Regions from separate parts of the Mus musculus genome. Here region 1 is linked to region 2. Evidence: chromatin contacts called from public HiChIP or PLAC-seq data. All regions are on one chromosome and are shown on one strand. The core of a region is the stretch at or near the end of the contact, and the rest is flanking DNA. Distances in the headings are between cores, read along the strand shown. Region 1 has its middle 9.6 kb from the start of Gm20110. Region 2 overlaps Gm34983 (a long non-coding RNA gene).

Evidence for each region. HiChIP or PLAC-seq counts read pairs in DNA pulled down with a chosen protein or histone mark.
Region 1: an H3K27ac HiChIP or PLAC-seq map of microglia shows a contact between it and region 2, with 3 times the contacts expected there. The contact joins two enhancer-like sites. A contact is called at or near these places in 4 of 484 Hi-C or Micro-C datasets (the 63-12 cell line, LSK cells, Th1 cells and 1 more) and 5 of 115 datasets of contacts at active chromatin or transcription factors (the HPC-7 cell line, large pre-B cells, memory CD8 T cells and 1 more).

What each region holds. Positions count from the first base shown.
Region 1 is chr10:99,598,238-99,600,937 of GRCm38.p6, reverse strand. No RefSeq gene overlaps it. Among named protein-coding and RNA genes, the nearest start is that of Gm20110, 9.6 kb to the left of the region's middle. Within about 2 kb of position 1,382, at least 65 of the 459 cell types and tissues checked have an H3K27ac peak or open chromatin away from gene starts, as enhancers often do. A contact at or near this core is called in microglia, where this site is marked.
Region 2 is chr10:99,466,465-99,469,164 of GRCm38.p6, reverse strand. The region is part of intron 1 of Gm34983 (a long non-coding RNA gene); the gene reads right to left. Among named protein-coding and RNA genes, the nearest start is that of Gm35035, 7.1 kb to the right of the region's middle. Within about 2 kb of position 1,439, at least 71 of the 459 cell types and tissues checked have an H3K27ac peak or open chromatin away from gene starts, as enhancers often do. A contact at or near this core is called in microglia, where this site is marked.

The sequences.
Region 1 (2,700 bases), core at 133-2,632, 130 kb before region 2:
TGGATTAAATCCCTAACCCTGTAACCAAGCCCCTGCCCCTTATTAAATGCCATTTTTAAAACTTGCCTTGGTTACAGTCTCTCTTCACAGAAATAGAACAATAAGACAAATCTCATTGCCTTATTTTAGATACACGAAAAATCTTGTTTGGGGGAAGTTGAGTCAGCTATATGGCAAGTGCGGCCAGGGCAAGCACTTGAGCTTTAAAATGTAATCTGGGACCCTCTCCGGTTTGCACTGTCACCCTAGGCGTGTGAGAGATTTAAAAGAGAGAAGAGCATAGGTTTAGGTGAAAAGAAACTTGATTTAATCTAAAGACCCGGTGACAACAGCAGGTTAGATAATGTTCTTGATTCTCAGTTTTCCCATTTGTAAAATAACACTCAGAGATACTCTGCACTATTTATTTGATGACATTACTTGTCTCTCAAGAATAATGGGAATATGGCATTAAAATACAGGCCCTGACATGCACATACTTAGATTCACCATGCCTGGGTATCACTGCTAATTTCAGGGCTACCCTCAGCTCTTCCTCACAGACAAATTGGATATATATTTTTAACTTGCCAAAAATCACTGAGTCTTGGCTCAATTAAACTAGTACATCCAATGTGAGGAGGGATTCCAAGGAAAGCGCGGCATTCCCTTCTCTCCTGTGAATACAACAGATTTGTAAGCCTTCCTTTGCTTTCTTGAGTCCCAAACAGAAACCGGCACAAAGGTCAGTTCTGTCTATTAGAGACATAAGAAAAGGCAATTAACTTTAGGGACCCTTGCTGAGGAATCGCAATCATGTTCAAATGTTCATTTGGATCTACCCAGCCAAGACTCACAAGAACAGAGTGCCTCCAAATTGAACACAGAGCCCCCCAAAATGCTAGGCAAACCCATCTGTTATTAGACGCGTTCTCACGCCCGGCCAGGAAAGATGCAACAGACCAGAATCTTCTGCGGCAAAACTTTATTGCTTACATCTTTGGGAGCCAGGAGAGCAAGCGCCCAGCGCCCAGCCCCAAAAACGAAAGCCCCTCCAAATAATTTTTAGGAGCCAGAGCTCCGGCGCGCCAAAGCGCAGAGCGTGCTCTATTGTTTACATCTTTAGGCAGCGAGCGAGCGCAGGGCGCGCAGAGCCAGAGAGATGCCAGCGAGAGAGAATGGCGGAAAACCCCGTCCCCTTTAAGGAGGAGTGACCCTTCACTTAGGACGCATCACTCCCTGATTGGCTGCAGCCCATGGCCGAGCTGACGTTCACGGGAAAAGCAGAGTACAAGTAGTCGTAAATACCCTTGGCACATGCGCAGATTATTTGTTTACCACTTAGAACACAGGATGTCAACGCCATCTTGTGACGGCGAATGTGGGGGCGGCTCCCAACACCCATCTGTGCTCCTTTAAAACTACAATGGTGCTTATAATCTCTCAAAGGAGCTGTCATGGCTCTGCTCAATACCACTGTCTTTAGTAAGCGATAGTCATGTTTAGAAAGAGAAGGGCCAGTTAATGTGTTTTCTTGTGAGCCTCTGTTTACTGGTATATCTTTGACATTCGTAAAAAGGAATTTGAGAGGAAAATACTCTTTACCTTATGGGATACTGGTCTTCTAAAGTTCTATTCTTTGATGGCTTCGTGTGTGTGTGTGTGTGTGTGTGTGTGTGTGTGTGTGTGTGTGTGTGTAAAATGTATTCCAGGAAATGTTTGTTCTTCATTTTGTGAGTAAAGAATCCTCCCACATGTTTGTTGTGACCTAATATTAATACATCATCTTAACCTATCTGATATCTCTGCTAAGTTTTAACATGCCTATAATTTATGAAAGGGTGAATTAAATTTTAAAAATCTGTTGATTTGCCTGCCTATCCCTGGAGTTCCATTAAGTTGCAAGGCATCCGTATGGTCATTGTATTAGGGTTTCTATTTCTGTGAAGAGACACTATGACCACAGCAACTCTTATAAAGGAAAACATGTCATTGGGGCTGGCTTACTTTTCAGAAGTTTAGTCCATTGTCATCATGGCAGGAAGCATGGCAGCATGCAGGCAGACACAGTGCTGAGGAAGTGGGTGAGAGTTCTACATCTGTATTCAAAGTCAGCGTGAACAGAGAGTGACATAGGGCCTGGCTTGAGCACCTAAAGCTAGTGACATACTGTATTGGCTGGTTTTGTGTGTCAACCTGAGAAAGCTGGAGTTATCACAGCGAAAGGAGCCTCCCTTGAGGAAATGCCTCCATGAGATCCAGCTGTAAGGCATTTTCTCAATTAGTAATCAAGCGTGGGAGGGTCCACAGTGGGTGGTGCCATCCCTGGGCTGATGGTCCTGGATTCTATAAGAAAGCAAGCTGAGCAAGCCAGTAAGAAACATCCCTCCATGGCCTCTGATTCTGCCTCCAAGTTCCTGCCCTGTGTGAGTTCCTGTCCTGACTTTCTTTGGTGATGAACAGCAGTGTGGAAGTATAAACTGAATAAACCCTTTCCTCCAGTAGTGGCTATTCCTGGTTGTCAACTTAACTATATTTGGAATGAACTACAATCCAGAATTGGAAGGCTCACCAGTGACCCTTATCTGGAGGCTGGGAGATAGAAGTTTCTGATCTGGATCTTGGTATGGAGACCTTGAGGCATAGTGGCTACAGATCCCAGAAGATTAAATCTCCGAGTTCAAGGTCATCTGGGATTAAAGGTGTGGTGGAACACACCTT
Region 2 (2,700 bases), core at 190-2,689:
ACTCAAGGCTCAGTCAGGAAGATGCAAATGTAGGCCAGGCCCCAGGTCCCTGGTTGTCAGTCTTAGATGGAGATTTGTTTAGCCAACTCAAGTTTGGGGGAAGGGCACGAGAGAAATTCTGGTCACAGCTTAAATCTTTGAGAATTGAGTTTGTATTTATAAGTAGTAGATTCAACTTCTCCCTTTCATGGAATAAGATACATACATCCCCATCTGTTTTTCATTACTTGGAAAAAGTCCAGGTTTTATCCTACAATTTGGCACAATAGTCCAGTTTGATCATAAAAGTCAACCCAGCACCAGTGTCAAGGAGACACTAGAGGATAGTAGGAGCTGTGACAAAGTCTATATGTAGTTCACAGCTCTTGGGAATGAGATGGAGGGTTACTCCATGAAATTTACAGGTCTAGCTGAACAGTTCTTCCTTTTACAACAGAGGTCAAAAAACATAGGGTGTTGTTGTTGTTGTTGTTTGTTGTTTTGGTTTTTTTATGATAATGTAAAAATAAATTGGAAAAGTTTTAAACATTGTAGATGTAAACAAAACCTATCTAGACAGCTATGACCTGTCTAGAAATGTCTGAGCCACTACTGAGAATTTACCTTGATAACTTGGTGGAAGTAGGAGGGAGACGGGGTGAATGAGTCAATCACACAATGTTATATAAGGTGGAGGAGAAGGTAGAACAGAGAAGTATATTAAAGTTCAGTTCTTCTAAAACTTGAGTTCATACGCTTTCTGGCTCCTCTTCAGGCTCTAATTATAAATTAATTGAGATCATTTAGAATTCTTATAATAACTTCACCTCTTCATGAAATCTAATATGGCAAACTTCATAAATATTACATTGTAGCTAAGATGATGTGGGTAGGCCTGAACTTCTCCAATTCCCCAGAATGTTACAAACACACTCTCATGGACTCAGATTTGGAGGTCAAGTCTGGTTGTATACTGGAGAGCAGGGCTTTTTAGAACTCTGGTAAATGTGGCAGATCATACTGAGTCTGTCTGGTCGACCCTAAGAATGTCCTGTTTCCTATCTCTGTACTGCTTGCTGTAGCTCTCCAGGTCTCACTTCCAGCATTCTGCATTTATAAATCCTCCGTGAATCTGACCTAAAAGAGCACACTTATAATCTTGTTTACACAACCCTAAATAAGTCAAAACTGCTACTTCTTAGTTGGTCCGGTAGTTGCCTATTGAAAGAGCAATTCAAATCAACATGAAGAGCCTCTCTTCTTCCCTGGTCCATTGTGTTGTAAAATCCAAAGAATCCCGAATCAGTAACTTTCTATGAAGCTCAACAACTAATATCCCTCCCTACTCTCAAAGCTGGGGAGAAAATAGTTTTTCTTTATCTTGACACTACATCCGTACAGTGGTGAAAGGGGAAAGGCTTTGGTCACTTGTATTGTGTAAGAAAGGAAGGAAGAAAAAGGGGCGAGGCAAATGGACACCAGAAAACAAAGTCAAAGCCCTCTGTTTCCTTGTTCCAGTGAAGCAGAAACACTGAGAGATGGAAGCCAAGTCCACATCCTCGCAGCAGAGACGTCAGCTTGCTGGTCCTGGGAGTCGGTGCTTTTACTTTTAGCATCCTGATGAGCCAGGCATTCGCTACAGAAATAAACCAAACGGGAGGCAACTGGTAGAATATTAGACTGTGTTTGGTCTGGCAGGAACTTCACACTTCCATCTCCTTCGTACCTCCTCTCTCATTTCCTAATCAAGTTAGGATTCGCTGAGATCAGAATTAAGTTTCTATTTCCTGAGCCAGTGAAAGCCAAGGGAGATGACTTAGCATTTGCTGGGCAAGGTGGTTATGACTTAACCAAGGAGAAGAAGGAAGGCAAAGAGGGACCTCAGGCACCCCAGATCTCAGCTAAACACATCTTCTGCAGTAGGAAAGAGCGAGAGACCCTGACCCAAAACTGTACCATCACCTCCATGACTCTAATTACGGGGAGAAGAAAATGGAAGACAGGATGATCTCCCAAACAGTGAGTCGCTAAATGTATGGTTCCTCAAGATGCTTTTTTGAGGAATGAGCCTGGGGTATATGGAACTCTGAAGAAAAAAAGGAGAGAGAGAGAGAGAGGGCACTCAGAAAGCATCATCAGAAGTTCTGAGGTGCACAGTATTACTAGTGACTACACAGGTGGCTCTAGCGCCCATCACTAACAGAAATCACCCAACTGTTCCCAGCCCCCAAATATGCATAAGCTAGTGCAGGCACAGTCTGGCTCTCTTATTTGTTTTCCCAGTGGGCTAGTCCTTGGACTTTGGCCTCTGCCTCTTCAGTAGCACACCATAGAGAAACTTCTGGGTCTGACTCCTACCAGGTAGACCTGTTTTATTTCCTGTCTATACAAATTCAGTACAACCCCCTTCACTTCCAACCCAATCATTAAAGATTGACTTCCCTCCAGCCATGACCTTCATCCCTGCCTCAAGTAAAGGAAAATACAACAGACATCAGTGGAGTGATGGAGTCCCATGTCAGATCCTGAGGACAGGAGACAAAACGAGATGAGAATTTTAATCCCAAGAAGCTTGGGGCAGATGAGAAGAGAACCACGAATTTATCCAAAATCCCCAGAGCTAATAAAAGGAAGAAGAAAGAAGAAGAAGAAGAAGAAGAAGAAGAAGAAGAAGAAGAAGAAGAGGAGGAGGAGGAGGAGGAGGAGGAGGAGGAGGAGGAG